Regions from separate parts of the Hordeum vulgare genome. Here region 2 is linked to region 1. Evidence: chromatin contacts called from public Hi-C data. All regions are on one chromosome and are shown on one strand. Each heading gives the region's core, a stretch centred on a gene start, on an enhancer-like site or on the middle of the called end of the contact. The rest is flanking DNA. Distances are from core to core; before and after follow the strand shown. Region 1 has its middle 240 kb from the start of LOC123404808. Region 2 holds the start of LOC123404808 (growth-regulating factor 4-like).

What was found. Hi-C and Micro-C count contacts between places; a contact is called where the count stands out from the background.
Region 2: a contact with region 1 is called in a Hi-C map of leaf, with 3 times the contacts expected there. The contact joins the promoter of LOC123404808 here to the enhancer-like site in region 1. A contact is called at or near these places in 2 of 6 Hi-C or Micro-C datasets (leaf and seedling) and 1 of 1 datasets of contacts at active chromatin or transcription factors (embryo).

What each region holds. Positions count from the first base shown.
Region 1 is chr6H:459,427,128-459,433,492 of MorexV3_pseudomolecules_assembly, reverse strand. No RefSeq gene overlaps it. Among protein-coding and RNA genes, the nearest start is that of LOC123404808, 240 kb to the left of the region's middle. Within about 2 kb of position 3,817, at least 3 of the 3 cell types and tissues checked have open chromatin away from gene starts, as enhancers often do. A contact at or near this core is called in leaf and seedling, where this site is marked.
Region 2 is chr6H:459,670,080-459,676,444 of MorexV3_pseudomolecules_assembly, reverse strand. It overlaps LOC123404808 (growth-regulating factor 4-like), which reads left to right and starts at 3,636. Exons shown (of 5, transcript XM_045098756.1): 1 at 3,636-4,095; 2 at 4,202-4,420; 3 at 4,642-4,652; 4 at 4,829-5,210. The coding sequence starts at 3,980.

The DNA.
Region 1 (6,365 bases), core at 2,568-5,067:
GCTGCTATACTATTAGAATTGCATGTGCAGGGTGTACTTGACTTGTTATAACTATCGTAACTTCCTCTCAAGTAAAATTGGGAAAAGGCAAAAAAAATTATCTTGTCAAGTAGTCTAATCACCCCCCCCCCCTTCTAGACATACTTTCGATCCTACAATTTCATTGCAAAAAAACACTATTCCATGTCAAGCTTTTCCAGCGACGCTTTCGAATGACGAGATCATCATTCAACCGTATTCGGGAGGGAGTGGTTTGTCATGATGATTACTTCAAATGCAAGTATGATGTCCTTGGTAAGGTTGACTTCTCCTCTTATCATAATTGTATTTTTTTTTCATCCTTTTGCATTGAAATAAAAAATTGAAATCAAAATAATATGATTCAACCTCAGACCCTTTTAAATGTAGCAGAGCCAATCACAAGAACTACTTTTTTATGGGGTACACTTTCTCTTTGTGGTATTCCACCTAGGTGTTTATGGAATAATTATAGGAGGTTGGTGTAGTAAGACTTTTGCTAAATGATATCAATTAAATGGTGTATCAGTTCCATCCAAAATAGCTTTTTTCTTTTGACTCAATCCTCTTCTTCTCCTTAGCATTCGGGAAAGACAAGAAAATTTCAGGGTAGGAAGCATTATCTAGAATTTCTCTTAGATTCAAACCCATAGCTGATGATAGAAGTAGACAACCAAAGGCAATTCAATGGATAATTGGTATACTTAGTGCGTAGGCAGGCCCAACGGTATCCAATCAATGTAGTCGGCAAAACAAATGAAAAGGAATGAGAGATAAGATTGTAGTTGTTCGAATGCTTGCATATGGAGTCCTCGGTGTTCTAGTTGATGAGTACATACACATGCGTGAGTCCTCATGGCTTGAGTCAATATAAGTTTTGCAAAGCTGTCGTTTAGGTGCTTGGCCCGAAGTACTTGAGAGAACCAAATGATGCGCATAATGCTCGACTGTTATCGATCAACGGATCAATGCTTCAAAAGGCTTTTCAGGGTTGCTTGGAATGATAGATTGTATGCAGTGAATGTGAAAAAAGTGTCTATTTGGTTGGAGGGGCAATATGAGGGACATATTGATGGTTGCATTAAAGTCATGGCATCATAAGATCTTTGAATCTGGTACTTTCTTTCAACATGGCAAGTTCTCACAATAACATCAACTTGGTTCACCGCTCTTCGATCTTCTCAATGCTTATTTATTTATATGACTTATTTGTTAAGTCCGATCAAGATAGTATGAAATGGCCAAAATGACAAATTGATCAAAAAGGGCCTGGGTGGACCAAATGGGTCGCCCCTTTGGATGACCTGACCACACAAGGATGGGCATGGACATACACATCTTCGTTTGACCACCCAAACAAATAAAAAGCAAACACATTTTATCGCTTGTTCGGGTTGGATGATTGAAGTTATCTTAGAGCATCTATAGCCGGATATAGCGAATCCAACTCCTCAAACATTCACACACATGCGTTCAGACGCGTTTATGGACAGTGATCGGTCACGCTTCATATAATCCATTTCACAACCGGATATCTCTAATTAGAAACCTATTACATGCAGCATAAGACTATTCTTAAGCGAAGCTCGTCTCGCTCCGTCGTGCTTATGTCCGGCGGCCGGTTGCATCCCTCGGGTTGTTGGTCTGATTGCCGGCTAGGTGGAGTAGGATATGGGACACACACACCCGCCCACGCATCGTCGTCTCCCATGCCCTGCTCTTCCTCGTCGGAGCCGGAAACCCTCACATGTTGGTGGACGTGAGGTCAATGATGGACCCGTCCTCGGAGGAGCCGACAACGTCCAACACGACGCGGTTGCGGCGCTCGCGCTGATGGACCATACTAGTTGTCGGAGAATGCGACTCCGCCTCGCTAACGTCCACCGTCGCAAGGGTTGCCGCGTCTCCCGCGCCCGCTACCTCGCACAGCGGGCACGTCGCTCCATATTCGTCTCTGACGATGCCCAAGTGTTCCCCTCCGTCTAGGAGCGCCAACAAAGGGGTTGCACATCCGCCAGGTCGCTCGGACGCCAGACGGCCCACACCGCCTCCCGTGAGGCAACGGTTGCACACCTCGCGCCGGATCCATGCTCCATTTGGGCGGACACAATGGATTTCGAGTGACAAAAGTCCAGGCGTTGCCGTCGGGCGACCTCTTACCGGGAGCGGCGGAGCGCAAGCCGGACGGTTATCTCCTCGTTAGGGTCGTGCGGGATGAGCTCGGGGTCAACGGACCTGAAGGTGTAAGACTCAGATTCTTCCGTTGCGAGTCATGTCGGAGAAGACCGGAGATCGCCAAACACGGGCTTGGATGACGGGATGGACTGAAGGGGAGCGGCTAGGCTTTGGTACGAAAATTGAATGAGATGGAATATATGTGGATTCGGATGGGTTGTCTTGAACCGACATACCGAACACGTCCGGAACACACTATATCTGTTCCATATTTAAACTCGATATAAAGAGGGTCGGGCAACTACCAGTTTGCGGCATTTGTCCAAATCAGATTATTTTTTATCGGTCAGTGACCAGGTTTTGAGACGTCGACTGTACGCCCTTACTTTTTTTTGTTGTTGCGGGGGACGATCTTACTTGTTGGCTTCGGGAAATGGAGCAATAATCAGAGTACCAGCAGCAGCGGTTGCAGCGCAACAACCGGCCGGCTGGGGGCTGGGGGCTGGGGCTGGGGCTGGATCTGCACTGGCGCAGAGCTTGAGCCTCCTAAGTTGGTGGATGAGCAACAGGCTGTGCGTGCGGTGTGCGGGGCCACCCGAGGCGCCACCACCACCCCGTGTCTCTCCTCCCTCCCCGTGCTGCTCCGGCGGCGGCATGTGTCGTGCGAGCTAAGCGTTGCCGGATGCGATGCCCCCACCGCCACCCCGAGCCGGTGCAAAGGAGGCGTGCCACCTCGTACCGTCCTTTTCGCTGCTCCGCGCGGGGAAGCACCGTCACTCGTGGCGCCGATCGGCACGGTGGGTTTCGGGCGTCGCCTTTGCCGTGCGTCCGGTCGCGTTGCACCTCCGGCCGGGGCAGCGCACATGAGAACGTCGGCCGCCGCACGTGACTCCACTTCTTTGTGGCGATGCCGTTTCGCTTGCACGGCCGGCTTCGCATCTTGCGGCGAAGTTAATAACAGAGTGAATGAACAACTGCCAAAAAAGAGGAAGAAAGAGAGGGAGTACAACCAGTACCAGCGGTCTTGGTTGTAGGAACGGGGACCTGATCGGATACTGGGGCTGGTCCTGTGTTAGGCTCCTGTCCTGTCTGCGTATGTTTTGGGCGTTGCTGACTATAAAACCACGCTCGGTCCCGGAAAACAGATCGTGCATCCGTGGTACAGTGCATGCCATTTCTCGCGCAAGAAGCTGGATCTGGTTCAACGCAAGGGGGCGAGGACGCGGTGGCATCCAGCTACGCTACGACGAAGTGTCGCTGCCTCGTCCCGATTCAAGTGGGACGGTGGTCACCCCATGTACCCCTTGTGATGGACGGATGGATGGGTGCAGCTGCAGGAAGGGGTGAAAAATAGGCCGCGTGCGCTCGGGGGTACGTACGTGGTTGTACTATCTACTCCCTCTGTCCGAAAATAATTGTTCTAAAAATAGATATATATCTACACTTATTTTAGTTATAAATACATTTATTTTGTATATTTTTAGGACAAGTATTTCCGATCGAAGGGAGTACTATGTATATGCTAGGATCCTGTCGACATCGGCGCCCCTTGGCGCTGCGCGGTACAGGACAAGCGAGGTGCTGATTCTGCAATGATCTCACGGGTTTTGTTGTGACTCCTGTGAGCTGCCTGTGACTCGATACTTTTGCGCTCGTATTGGCTTGTTGTGTAGGCAGCGGACGAAGTGGGTCTGTGTACCCTCCGGCGCGTGTGGAGACTGTGCGCGTGTACGTCGCTACGTGTGACCACATTGGCGCCTTGTGATGGTTTTTCAGTATGTATGCCTTGGTAGATTAGTTGTAGAAGACTGTGTAGATATGTGTATGTATGAATGACAACTGTGTATGTAAGAATGAAGCGAGAGTCATTTCGCTTTTTTTTTACGAAATAACTCTCTTTGTCGCGAGAGTCATTTCGTAAACAAAAGAAATGCGCGAAGGGGCCACCCAAACTGTTACCTTCTGTTGTTTCTTTATTACAGGAGTTAACCTTTATTGTTGGTCCAGTCCATTATTGGCCCACTTTGCCATGGTAAAGGCCAAAAGATCGGACCAAACGTTAAGCAGTCAATGAATGTGTTGCTAAGAAAAATCAGTCAATGAATATGAATACATAAATATTCACTCAAGAAAAGTGAACAGGGGTAATTGATAGTCCTACCTTGGTTCGGTGAGAAACTGAAAGAACTGAGCGCGTGATTTTCTGACACATGTACCAATTTTTTTTATGAAAGGCCATATGGCATGCTTTATTTCACATCTAATAATGGCTACATGTTGAAATTATAAGGACTGGCCGATTATTATTTCCAATTAATTCTTAGGGTGAATTTGAAAGCCCATATAGCCCATCCATGCATAACAAAGGCATGAAAATTTTAGTCCTATGATGCTAGTGAAAGATGAAACTTAACCAATCACGACTGTTGCTTTCCTTTCCCTGACGGACGACCGTCTCCCTTCCTCTCGTGAGTAGGTTAGGGCATCTACAATCACATTAGAAAAGGTGAACGGTTAAACACACCCCTCATATTTCACACATCACAACCACACTTTCATTTTACGATCCCCATTTTCACACAATGTCATGCATCATTCACGATCTACGTACATAGAACAAAGTAGCCACTAGCAAACTAGCAACTCCCTTGATCTTATAGCAATGAAATACATGATGCCCTATATGTGAGAGGCCTCCCTCGTATCGCTCTCATAAAGGCGATCAGGGGCCGCCACCTCCCCCTCTAGTCCACCTCACCGTTCCGAGAGACGTGCGCCTGCTAAGCCCGAGCGTCGTCGGTGATGGGGACGGCGGGGATCTGAGCTGTAGCCCCACGGTGTGGAGAGACCGGCGGCGCAAGATCTCTCTTCGGTCTTCCTTTTTCCTGGCAGTTCGGTGCTGCTCCGATGGCTTCTTGGGAAGGAGTATCAGGAGGAGATATGGCCATGGTTGACTGGTCGGTGACGCTTCCAATCAGATCTGATCTGGACGGTGCCAGTGACGGTGGTGGTCATCTCCTCCGTCGAAAGTGGTCGGCCTGAGGCTGGATGGTCAAATCTCGAGATCCGACATCTAATTCCGGCTGCAAGTCAGGAAGACATAGTTACCGGTGAAAACCGAGCCGATGGCATCAGATGGCGGCGTTATGCCTCTTTACCTTGATGAAGGCATCATCGTGTAACTACTCTCGACCCACTCGTGGTGCTCTCAGGGAAATCCTAGGATTTGGTCTTCCGGATCGGTCAATGGCGATACCACGGTCTCGTTTTCTCTCTCGGGAGCGTCGTTTGTGGAGCACAGCTGGAAGAGAGTGGCACGAGGTGGAGTGGATTCGTCTTGCACAAAGCTTTCGGTGGAGATGTCAAGTCATGCCTCGACGATAGGTGCTACGTTGTGTCATGCCTGGTTGATAGGTGCTACACACGACAAATCTTCCAGAATCTTCGCGTCTAGACAGATGAGCGTGGGGCAGTGGCGTCGTTGGGCGTCGTGGTGGCGTCGACGGATGGACGGACTCGCAAGGATGATGCAGATCTTTCTCGTGAAGATGGGTTAGCGGTTCGATGATGATGAGGTCGTCTAAAACTTGTGCATGTGGTGTACGCTCTGCACCGGGTGTTGATTCCGATACATTACGTGTATGGATCGGCGACGGCACTGATTTTAGATATGAGGAGTGAGAGCACTTCATATTATCGAGTTTTGTAGGTGTGAGTGGTGACTTAGGATGGCTTTATGTATGTTTTTGTTAGACCTATATTGAATAATAAATAAAGATGGTTGTGTGCATCACAGGACAGGGGTTTTAACCTCCTTTTCCAAAAAAGCAAACTAGCAACTACGCTACTTGTCATCAGATATGCCGATGTCGTTCGTGCCTGAGCCACCGGCCTCATGGTCATTGGTGCAAGGTGAAACCGGGTACCTTCTCCTCTCTCTCCTAAGACGCGAAGGTCTCACCGAGCCCCATATCCGCCTCGTGGGAGAAGAGGCGGTTTGCCTCCACCCTCGCCTCGAAAAGGATGGACTCGAGGATGGCCTTCTCCTTCGTAGCCCCCTTTGCTTTGGCAAGCTCGAACTGCACGAGCCATCCCGAATTTGGATTGCTCCCACATGAATACCTCTCCTCGTACGATGGCGGTTTATCCTGTTCCTCCTTCTCCGCCTCTTC
Region 2 (6,365 bases), core at 2,387-4,886, 240 kb before region 1:
TGCGAGCGAGGCACGCATAACTCCAGGTATGTACTTTCCATCAATGAATTGAAATAAATAAATGGAAAACATGATATTTGTTTGTCCACATTGCTTCCTAATCATATTCGTTTGTCAAGGAAAACATCACACAGATGTTTTAAATATTTTATGTTTTAGTTTTTCTTAGAACAAATTGTATTTCTGCATTGTGTTTAAAGGCGAGACATCATCTATGATGACCATCGTTTTCTTTAGATCGTTATCATCCTATTTTACATGAATACATCATAGTTATGTTTAACTGTACTTTTTTTTCATACAATCTCTATTTTGTTCTATTTGAATTTGTAGCAAGGGACATAGTTTGGTTTCATGCATTTTGCAACAACTGAATCTATTTTTTGAGCAAAGCTTCCTTGCGTCATGCTTCATATTTTGCAAAGGTGCTGCCATGGTTGCTCCAGTTACTCAAGGGCGCCGCCTGCTTGCATGATATTTTCTCCGGTTGCCGCGTGTCCTCTCTGTAGGTGAACCAAGTTGTGACTGCAGTACAACAACACTTTCGACAACCCTCCTGCTAAGATTGACCGCACATCTGCTCGCCTAATGCACCATCTTTCTACTGTGTGATCAGTGGCGCTACACCCTGATACTCACATCATTGTGAGAACCGCACTAAGCTCTCACCTGTTGAAAAATCTCTTGAGTTGATAAAAAATATACACGGTTGAAAAATAAGAATTTAAAGGGAGACATTAAACACAGTGATGAGAATCAAGGTTGAGGGGAAGTTATTCCTCTCTATTTATTCACTTGATTATTTGCAAAAAAAGAGACTACAAAAATATAAACTGTTGAAAAATAATAATTTAAAAGGAGAGATTAAACACGGCGATGAGAATGAAGATTGAGGAGGATAGGTGCCAGAGAGACAACTACTCTCATATATCAATATAAACTAAATGTTATCATGTTTGACACATGTTTTTTAAGAAAAACAGTTCTTTGATCGTTAAATTCTATTATTTTGAAACAAAATAAGCAAATCAAACATTGAATGGTGCAATGAATTGATCGATATCATTATTATTTTTATATCTCTTGTGGCAACGCACGGACAATCAAGTCTATTACTAAAGGGCAGATCTAACTAAACATATCAATTGTTTGATACCTAATCTAATGATCTAAAACTGCACTTACAAAATGCTAACGAAACTCGCCAATCCCCTACCACTTTGTCTCTATCGGGAGTGTCCCATCGCTAAAATATAACCCGCATGTTCGCCGCCGCCAACCGCTGAGCCTCTCCCAAAAAATGGCAATGATCCATTCTCTCCATAAAAATCGCCATCACGAGCCCTCTTCCGTGCTCCGCTACTCGTCGATACTCCTCTGCTGGTTGATGTGCTCGATCTAATGGAGCCAATCGGAGGAAGGAAGAGATGGAGTCGACGTCGACAGGGGAGGAGACTGTGCGGGTGTCACACAAGGGTCTCGGGTCATCTTCACCACCACGCGCGCAGATGTCGCCATGCGCCTCGGCGAGCTCCGCGACGAGATCCTTGCCGCACACGTCTCCTTCGTTGGCCTTGATGTGCTCCGGGACGAGATGCTCGTCGGACGTGCCTCCTTCGCCGACCTTGCCGTGCAGCATTCCGAATGCTCCTTTGCCCGCCGTGGCGGCGACCTACGCCTTTACTGCTTGCCACAAGTCTGAGAGTTGCTAACATACATACATATATGGATAATCATAATAACATATATATACTCAAAGATTGATCGAGGATGGTCATGCCGATAGGCGAAGAAAAATTCATGGTCTGAAAAGATGAATAGTATCATGTGTTAAAAAGCCTCATATTTGTCTTTTTTGCACAACACTCATTTCAACGTATTTAGTTCTGGAAATTTACACACTTGCGCATTATACCTTTGTCTATCTATGTATTGTTTTTCAATTTTTTCTGAAATGTAAAAATACCAATGTTCACAAAATTTGATTTTTGCATTTGGAGGCCTCATGGAACTTGGCCTCCAAAAGCAATTTCCATGAAATAAAGCCATATATTTTGCCATATAGTATCAATGACTCATTTCGTTTAGTGATCTTTGTTGCATATAACTAAGCTTAATCTCCGTTAGGCATCTTCCTGTGAACTAATAAATGGCTCTATGGTATGCTGCATGGTATTTTCTTATATTTGATTGATGGACATGATGCAATGCAATCATTGAAAAAAGGTAATTAAGTAAATAATTATGTTCTTTTCTCACGCCCGAGAGTTATGCAACAGGAAGTAATAATTCGTGGTTTGAGAATGTGGGCATGATTTCAAACTTTTGATTTATCACGGCACCTATTACCAAATCTTAAAGGGTAGTAATAGACATTGTCGTCGAATGTCTAAACCTTCATTATCCATGTTAACATGAGGTGCTTAGTGTTGCTGTCAACTTTTATTATCCACGTTGTATGTCGCTATAGTTATAGTTTGGTCTATTACCTGTACGACAAACTGAATGCTCCATGTAATCATTGATGTGGAGAACCACGAGGGATGACGGAAATTTGGCAGAGTTTAACAGGAGATGACCGTGTAGCGAGAGATAGTTTGAGCATTTGCGCTTGTCACAGAAAAACTATTTAATGACTTATTGCCCTTACAAATTGTTTCGTTCCGTGGCAACGCACGAACGCTCAACTAGTAGTTTATATATATAAACTCTATTCATCATCCAAGATGCAGAATACTTTATTCTTCACCTGAGATAATCTTACGATCAATTTACAAATAAATTACATTTAAAATACAAATGTTTACGTTTATATTGAACCACTACGTAAAATTTAACAAAAGAAAAACAAAAATGTAGGTCACAAGACCAATTTTTTTTGAGTTTATTGTATTTTTTGCACTATTTCTGTATGGCCGTAATTTACGGAACATAAAATATTTTTACATTGATTATACTTTTTTACGGTCTCTTTTTACGTATAAAATAAGACAAAATTTACGTAGCGTAAAATTACGGTGCATTGGTGTTAAAATAGAGGAGGGGTGAAGAATAACTATTCCTCACCCAGGGTGACGAATAGCGCGACCATATATATATATATATACTCCCTCCATTCCTAAATATAAGTTTTTTAAGATATTTCACTAGAAGTCTACATACGGAACAAAATGAGTGAATCTACACTCTAAATTATGTCTATATACATCCGTATGTAGTTCATTAGTGAAATCTCTTTAAATTATGTCTATATAAATCCGTATGTATGTCTACAACATAAATTTGGACATATAATGGATCAAGGATGAACGAAAAACGTACGCGCTGTGGTTTGGAATCGTGTACCCGACTTTTCTGTCGTGACGAGCTAAACGGACACGGATGAAGTTGTCCGGTTGAAGCTAGCTCTCACGGACGGGTTTTAAAAGTCGGCATTGGTAACCGCAACACCCCTCTCTCTCTTCCATGCAACAGTTGTCACCACTCGCTACAGTGCCTGCATCGCATCGCATCCATGATACATATCCATTCCTCCCCACGAGAAAAAGAGAGGAGAAATACGTACTAGCCGTAGTAGCCTGGTACGGCTACGCTAGAGCGACATGGAAAGAGGAGGGAGGGGCGCTTGTCATCTACTCCTCCTCGCTTGCATTTGCATAGCTGGGATCCACAGCCTCCTCCTCCTCCTCGTGTCGGCCTCGTCCACATCCCCCATCCATCCATCTTGGCTCTCGCCTCCTCCGGGCGAGCGAGGCGGACAGCGACGCAGCCAGAGAGAGAGAGAGAGGGGAGAGGGACAAAGCCGGTAATAAAGGCGCGCGCACAAGCCAAGCAAAGCACATTAACGAGGCCAGCCCGCGGGGAACCCCATTAAAGACACCGGGGGAGCGAGGAAGCAAGCAAGCAAGCAAGCACAGGGGCTTAGCTTAGCTTGGCTTGTGTGTTGTGTGCGCGCGAGGGAGACAGCCGGCCGAGAAAGATGGCGATGCCGTATGCCTCTCTTTCCCCGGCACGCGACCGCCGCTCCTCCCCCGCCGCCACCGCCACCGCCACCGCCTCCCGCCTCCCCTTCTGCCGCTACTACCCCTTCTCCGCGTAAGCATGCATCCACCCACCCGGTTCTTGGCTCCTGCCCCTCCTCTTTCTTGCTTGTGTCGTGTCTGACCTCCGACGTGGTTCGATGGGGTGTTGTTGTGCGCAGCGGCAATGGCGCGGGGGAGAAGGCGCGGGCGGACGGGGGGTGGCTGGCGAGGCCGGTGCCCTTCACGGCAGCGCAGTACAAGGAGCTGGAGCACCAGGCCCTCATATACAAGTACCTGGTGGCCGGCGTTCCCGTCCCGTCGAATCTCGTGCACCCCATCCGCCGCGGCGTCGAAGACCTCGCCGCCCGCGTCTACCACAACTACCTCGGCAGTACGTCCCCTTCTCCTGTCTTGCCGCCATCGTCACCGCAAATCTTGCGATTGCTTCTTTGTTTATTCATCCGATCAGGCGTGGGTGTACTTTGCATCCATTTGTTAACTCGGTTCGGTCTTTTGTTAATCCGGGATCCGCGATTCGAGACGAGAGCCACCGGATTTGCTACCAGAAAGTGCTGAGTTTATTTTAATCCCAACCGGTTCTCTCGTCAAGATTTAGCTAAGCACAACATGGTGAGGGCTACTGTTTGATTCCAAAGCAACAGGACTTGCGGCGCCTGCTTAACCCTTTTGTTTTTTCCGTTTGATTAATGCTGCAAATCTGAGTAATGGAACAGCCGCCATTGTTTTTCGATTGAAGAATGTATGCAGCTTTACCCTGATCGATCGGGTTCGCCGGCTTTGTGCAGTTAGGAGTGAATTATTCCGGGGCAAGAAGGTGGATCCAGAGCCGGGGCGGTGCCGGCGCACGGACGGCAAGAAGTGGCGGTGCGCCAAGGAGGCCTTCTCCGACTCCAAGTATTGCGAGCGCCACATGCACCGCGGCCGCAACCGTTCAAGAAAGCCTGTGGAAACGCAGCTCGTCCCCCACTCCCAGCCGCCGCCGGCCGCCTCCGCCGTGCCGCCCCTCGCCACCGGCTTCCAGAGCCACTCTCTCTACCCCGCCATCGGTGGTGGTGGAGGCGGGGGGAACAGCATGTCCAGCACCTTCTCCTCCGCGTTGGGGCCCCCTCAGCCGCACATGGCTCCCTACGCGGCTCTCGGCGGCGGCGGAACATGCAAAGATTTCAGGTGAGCACTGCACTGCTCATGACATTTCTCCATGCCACACAGTAGCCCCTGTCTTTTTAACGGTGTCATCATGCCTGCCTCCAACTGATTGGAGACGGCCAAGCCAAGATAGATACCTTTGGTCCTCTAATTTCTGCGTCCCATTTTGTTCCCATGCACAGTGCTCCGCCTGCAACAAGCGCGATATGCATTGCATCTAGTATAACTGAAACTTTTTTACTCTCTGCACTGCAACACATTTTCTGCTGCGTTTAGCCTTTAGATCTCTGCTTCTGCTTACTTTCTGGGATCAGATTTTAGATTGGGAACCCGGGGACAGTCGGCCCCTACGATAGATCTCTGCTCAGGTGGAACCTCCACTGCTGTGCAGGGTATTTCACTTGGCTTTGGCGCAGGCTAAGTTTCAAGCACGGACTGCTGTCCGTGGTATTAAGATGAAAATGGATGATGCACAACACATTTGTGGTCTGTCTTCGCAGAGTCTCGCAGTGCTTGTAGTGCCTGGCCTCCCTTGCCATTTACTCGGCTTCTTTATTCTTCTACAGCATCCATCCAGTTGTTGTTTCTGTTAGGGCCTGCCTGCCCACAATGATTTGGGTCATTTTAGCTGCGTTATCTCTGAATACCGGTCGCCACTATCTCTGAAGAGGCCAGCGTGGTGCTGGAAGCCCCACTCTTTCCATCCGTATACCAATTATTTGTTCCTACCAGGGCAACTGTACAACTGCTTGATTTATCTTCAAAAAACATAGGGTTTCCTGTGTCATGATTTGTCGGGCTGTACATATTGTACTGCGTACGAGTAACTTTGCAATAATTCTTCATTTCGTTCGTGGGCAACTGAATATGTAGTCTAACCAACATTCAGAATATATAGTCTAAATGGCTGCATGCATCACTCGATGCAGAGGCCGGGACGGGACGATGCATCCTTTTCGAAAGAAAAAGAAAAGAATATATAGTCTAACCTGAAAGGCCGTTGAGATTGTATATTGTTTTGTCCCACACATAAAAGTTGGATTGTAGAGTACTGAGCACCTCATCAAAAAGTTGGATCTATCCTGAAAACCTTACAAATTTTAGAGCACTAGTTCTGTACAACTGTGCTGAAGATTTTGTCCTCTCATCATACTAACAACAGTGCACTGGGCATTG